Regions from separate parts of the Rattus norvegicus genome. Here region 1 is linked to region 2. A link is a contact called in public Hi-C data. All regions are on one chromosome and are shown on one strand. Each heading gives the region's core, a stretch centred on a gene start, on an enhancer-like site or on the middle of the called end of the contact. The rest is flanking DNA. Distances are from core to core; before and after follow the strand shown.

Region 1 (2,806 bases), core at 112-2,611, 87 kb before region 2:
TGTAAACTCGCAACAACAGATTTTTTGGCTTTTGTTTTCATGTTTAAACATTATTTTAGGAAGCGGTTGTGCCACCGTATATGAGTAGAGATCCGAAAGAAACTTGCAGGCATCGCTTCTCTTCTACTGGTGTGTGGATGTTGGGGCCTGAACCCAGGTCATCAGCCTTGGTGAACCATCTTGCCAGCCCCTCCTCCAGGTTCTCATTTTCTCCAGTTCATCTCTAACAACATCTGCTGATGGCTTCAGACCTTGTCTTAGTCAGGGTTTCATTACTGTGAAGAGACACCACGACCAAGGCAACTCTTCTGAGGCCAACATTTAATTGGGGCTGGCTTACAGTTTCAGGGGTTCAGTCCATTATCATCATGGCAAGAAGCATGGTAATGTCCACGCTGACCTCTGAAGGTAGGCAGAGGAGACTGTCTTCCACAGTCAGCCAGGTGCAGGACTTTCTTCTACACTGGGCGGAGCTTGAGCACTAGGAGATCTCAAAGCCCGCCTATACAGAGACACACTTCCTGCAACAAGGCCACGCCCTCTGGTAGTGTCACTTCCTATGGGCCAAGAACAATCAAGCCACCACATTCTCATTTCATTATTGGCCCTGCAGGATGTCGTGGGACTGCTTGATGGTGGCTTAAAGGATAATGAAAAGGGAATTCAACCTCAGTGTTTTATTTTCAGATAATATGATGCTACTAGCTGTTATTTATTAACTGCGTGTCAATGGCGGAGCCACACACATCATCTCCCTTAAATGATTCTTGTTGATGTTTGGTTTGGGATTTTGGTTTTTCAAGTCAGGGTTTCTCTGTGTAGCCCTGGCTGTCCCAGAACTCGATTCATAGACCAACCCGGCCTCAAACTCAGAGATCTACCTGCTTCTGCCTCCCGGATGCTGGGATTAAAGGCCTATATCATCCTTCTCCAACCCCCCACTCCCCAATTTCCCACCCCACCCTCATGTCTCATTTAATTCTTACAGCAGTTCTTTGGAGTGGTTTGTTGATGACGCTCATGGAGATGAAGTCACTTACCTAAAGTTCCTGGGAAGAGTCAAATCGCAACTTTACTTCAGGCTTGCCTGGCTACAGCACATTCCACAAACCTGTAGTGTCTCTATTACTCCCCCTGCCCCCAAGTCATTCCAGCCTGTGTTTTTACTCCCGCGTTATAAGCGGGTATGTTTACATGGAGCTCCTGCTGGCTTACATAATTACATGCTCTGCCTATTAGTCACTTTCATGTTGCTGCGATAAAATATCTGACAGAAGTCATGGAGTGGAAGGAAGCGTTATTATTCTGGCTCTGTGTGCAGAGGCGTGGAGGAGCAGCCCAGTTCACAGCAGACAGCAGAGGGAGTGCGCGGTGCAGGCTAGTCCCATCTTGGTGAAACAGGAAGCTGAGAGACCAGCTTTAAGAAAGCAGGACCAGGCTATAGTCAAAGGCCTTGCCTTAGTTACCTACTTGTGTCAGCTAGGCCTCACCTCCCAAACGTTACACAGACTCCTGTTATAAAATATATCACTGTGAGGGGTACCTGGTGGGCTCATACCTGAGTAACTACACCATGCAATAGTTCTGATATAAAGGGGTTTTACTGGGGCAAGGGAGAGGAGTGAGGATCTGGGAAGGGGTAGAGGCAGACCAGTGGACATATAGTCAGGCACACAGGCTAGAGCAGAGCCATGATGGTAGAGAAGAGGGTAGTACAGAGAAGGACAGGGAGGGAGGGAAGGAGAGAGGGAGGGACAGGAGAGGGAGGGAGGGACAAGAGAGGGACAGAAGGAGGGAAGGACAGAGAGGGAGGGGCAGGAGAGAGAGGGGGGAGGGAAGAAGGAGGGAGGGAAGGAGAGGGAAGGGGAGGGAAGAAAGAAGGAGGGGTTGGGTATTTAGCTCAGTGGTAGAGCGCTTGCCTAGGAAGCGCAAGGCCCTGGGTTCGGTCCCCAGCTCCGAAAAAAAGAACCAAAAAAAAAAAAAAAAAGGAAGGGAGGGGAGGAGAGAGAGAGAGAGAGAGAGAGAGAGAGAGAGATGGTGGGCAGTCCTTTTACAAGCACCTGGCACACCTGGCAGAGGTGACAGATGATAGAGGCAGGTGACGGCAGCAGGTGACCATGGCTTAAGGCGTTGCTAGGTTCCTGGGAAGACCTAGTGGAATCCTAAATAAGCTAACAACTCTCCTAAATAATGCTGCCAGCTGTGGAAAAAGATTTCCAAACAGGAGCCATTGTGGGGTAGTTTCAGATATCAAGCATAACAAGCAAGGGCGGACGTGGTAGTGTATGCCTTTAATTCTATCACTTGGGGTGCAGCGGTAGGCAGTTCAAGGCCAGCCTGTTCTGCATAGTGAAACCCTGTTTGTTCTTGTTGTTTGTTTGAATGTAAACCCCACCAGACAGGAAGCACCGAAGTCTAATTGCTTCTTCTCTTACACATAACCTTACTGCACACCCCAACCAAGCTTTCAGAGATCAGATTCATTTGTCGTTTTATTATACTCTTGGTGCTGGATGGCCCGGGTATTGTGGCTGCCCCCTTTGCTGGGGCTGGCACAGGAATAAGGAAATAAAGCCAGACTCAGCACCCGCTGTAGGTTGAGTGACATCATTTCCTGAATAGGAGAGCCCAAGGAGTGCCTGAGTTACCCCCACTTGGCCTCTCTCTATTTCCTGTCATTTGAAAATGTGTGAAACTCAATGATGTCTGCCCTTCTTTTTTTGAGAAATTAAATTTAAATGAATCAAAAACACATGGATTGGCTTTTCCTCAGAAGGACGCTCACATTTTAAAATGGAAAGGAAAA
Region 2 (2,810 bases), core at 168-2,667:
AGTGGGTGCCAATCTTCGAGAGGACCCAAGCTTAGTTCGGCTCACAAAAGCCTATAAGTCCAGTGCACTCAACTGGCACACATGCTCATAAATAAAAAATCTCTCATGGTGGTGGTGCACACCTTTGATCCCAGCATTCAGGAGGCACAGGCAGGTGGATCTATGAGTTGGAGGCCAGCCTGGCCTGCAGAGTGAGTTTCAGGATAGCCAGGACTACCCAGAGAAACCATATCTGGAAAAAACAGACAAACAAATGTTATTGGAAGGCTGGGGATGTAGCTCATTGGTATAGCATTTGCCTGAGCTCAGTCCCCAGTGCACACAGTGGAAGAAGAAACCTGACCCTTCAGAACAGTGTCCTGGGCATGTTATGCATTCTTCTGTATGCAGTGCAGCACAATAGATTAATTAATTTTAAAACCTTAGGTTTGTATATCATATGTGTGCCTGTTGCCCAAGGAGGCCAGAGCGTGTGAAATCTTTCCCAATGGAAAGTGTGGGCAAATGTAAGTTACAATGAGGGGTCTGGGGACCAAACCTGGCTCCTCTTGCAAACCTGGCTCCTCTTGCAAAAGCTGGGGACCGAACCCAGGACCTTGCGCTTCCTAGGCAAGCGCTCTACCACTGAGCTAAATCCCCAACCCCTAGCAACAAGTAATCTTAATTGCATAGCCATTTCTCCAACCTTTTGCCCTCTCCAAAAATTATTATTTAAAAAAAAATGGCTCCATACTGTGTGACCTTAGAATGTCCCTTAGCCTTAACTGTGTCACCTACTAAATGGGCCAGAAACCTCTCAGAGTAATTGAGAGGGTAATGTCAAGTGCTTGGCGCAGCGTATGCCCTCAATAAAGGTTAACTCTCTTCAACTCTGCATGAAAGTAATCTTGGTCCCAAAGAACTGTTTGATGAAAGACTGGGAGAAGAGGCTCTTTGTCTTCCAGCACAGTTGAAACAAGAGTAGACTGGAGAGTGAATGAATTTTGTTTTGAGGAGCTGGGCTGCGATAAAGATGGCTGCGGGTGCCCAGAAGGCTAAGACAGAAGTTGCCGCCTTGGAATTTGGAACAGAAAGAGAGCAAGCAGCACAAGGCCGATGATTCACCGCTGAAATGAGGCTCTTAGGGTTTTTTAAAAAAGAAAAAAAAAGAAAAAAAAGATCCAGAGGCTGAAATCTCTAGCCGATCTGTTACTTCACTGAGTAACAGAAGGCTGAAATCTCCAGCCGATCGCTTCACTGAGTAAGGGAGGTGATGTTCACACCGCAGCAAGCAGCGTGGCTGAGGAGATTTGCTGAGTGCTTGGAGAAAGAAGTTGGTTGGGACAAAGGGCCTGAAGGGGGTGCAGCCAAAATGCCCCAGTGGGTTCCCTCCTTCCATCTCCGCACGTCTGTGCCAAGGGGCAGGCTGAGAATTGCATTTTGAGGTCACAGCGCCCTCTGCTGGACTGAGGTCCTAGTGGGCCCCAGCACGAGTGACCGTGCGGGATGATTTGGGAAGTGGGTGAACTGAAGTACATTCAGGTCCATTTGTGGTCCTTCCCACTCCTCATTCTCTGGGAGACCACGCACGTGGAATCTTTTAATAAAAGTGCGTTAAATAACAGCGGGGCGTGGCGGTGTACACTGGTACAACCCCGTATTTGAGAGGCAGAGGCAGGAGGCTACATTGGGAATGAGATCGAGAAAGAGAGGGGGGAGGGGGAGGGGAAGAGTGGGAGGGAGGGAGGGAGGGAGGGAGGGAGGGAGGGAGGGAGGGAAGTTAGGAGGGAGGGAGAGAAAGATACACACACAGAATGAGCAACCTGGGGACAACCTGGGGCTAAGCCACCCGGGGCTGGAGAGATTGCTCAGGGGTTAAGAGTCTGTTCTTCCAGATGAACCTGGGTTCAATTCCTAGCACTCACAGGGCAGCTCACAACTGTCTGTAACATCCTCACACAGAAATACATGCAAGCAAAACACCAATGTGTATAAAATAAAAGTAAATATATGATTTTAAAAATGAGAAACGCGTGAAATATGTTCAGCAGATGGTTAATTTTTTAATTACTCACAGTCGGTGTTTGTAACGTGTGCTGTATGACATGCACTTTCCCTCATCGCCCCTCGGAGTTCTAGGGCAGTAGATCAAACACAATTAGCAATGGAACTGAAACCTGACATACAATACGGCCAGATACTCTCTGCTGTTTTACAACCCAGGAGACTGAGGTACATATCCAGGTCACCTGCCCAAAGTCACAGGACTAGAAGAGTCAGAATAATCTGAGCTTCAGAAGCCTAAAGGCCTGAGTTTGCTCCCCGGATCTCAAGACAAAGAGAGAGAAAAGACTCCTGAGCCCAACCTCCACATGTGTGCTATGTTGTGTGGGTGCCACATGTGTGCTGTGGTGTGTGGGTGCCAGCATGCAAACCCGTGCATCATACATGCATGTGGCACGGCGATAAGTAAAACTTCTAAAGGTTTTAAAAATAAATTCAGGGGCTGGGGATTTAGCTCAGTGGTAGAGCGCTTGCCTAGGAAGCGCAAGGCCCTGGGTTTGGTCCCCAGCTCCAAAAAAAAGAACCAAAAAAATAATAATAATAATAATAATAATTCAAAGGCCCTGAGAGATGCCTCGGTGAGTAAAGGGGCCCCGATGCTAAACGTAAGGACCTGAGTTTGACCCTCACATGCACGTTGGAAGGAACTCTCAAGACAGCTGTGAAGACTACCTCCTGCAGGTTGTCCTCTGACCTCCACATGTGTGCCTTATCTACACACACATTGTGTGTGTATGTATAAATACATACATACACATGTATACCCA

What was found. Hi-C and Micro-C count contacts between places; a contact is called where the count stands out from the background.
Region 1: a Hi-C map of the A7r5 cell line shows a contact between it and region 2, with 6 times the contacts expected there. The contact joins two enhancer-like sites. A contact is called at or near these places in 12 of 12 Hi-C or Micro-C datasets (the A7r5 cell line, the Rat2 cell line, Schwann cells and 7 more) and 1 of 1 datasets of contacts at active chromatin or transcription factors (oligodendrocytes).

What each region holds. Positions count from the first base shown.
Region 1 is chr10:88,115,291-88,118,096 of GRCr8, reverse strand. No RefSeq gene overlaps it. Among named protein-coding and RNA genes, the nearest start is that of Meioc, 12 kb to the left of the region's middle. Within about 2 kb of position 1,361, at least 6 of the 93 cell types and tissues checked have an H3K27ac peak or open chromatin away from gene starts, as enhancers often do. A contact at or near this core is called in the A7r5 cell line, where this site is marked.
Region 2 is chr10:88,028,643-88,031,452 of GRCr8, reverse strand. No RefSeq gene overlaps it. Among named protein-coding and RNA genes, the nearest start is that of Gpatch8, 18 kb to the right of the region's middle. Within about 2 kb of position 1,417, at least 12 of the 93 cell types and tissues checked have an H3K27ac peak or open chromatin away from gene starts, as enhancers often do. A contact at or near this core is called in the A7r5 cell line, where this site is marked.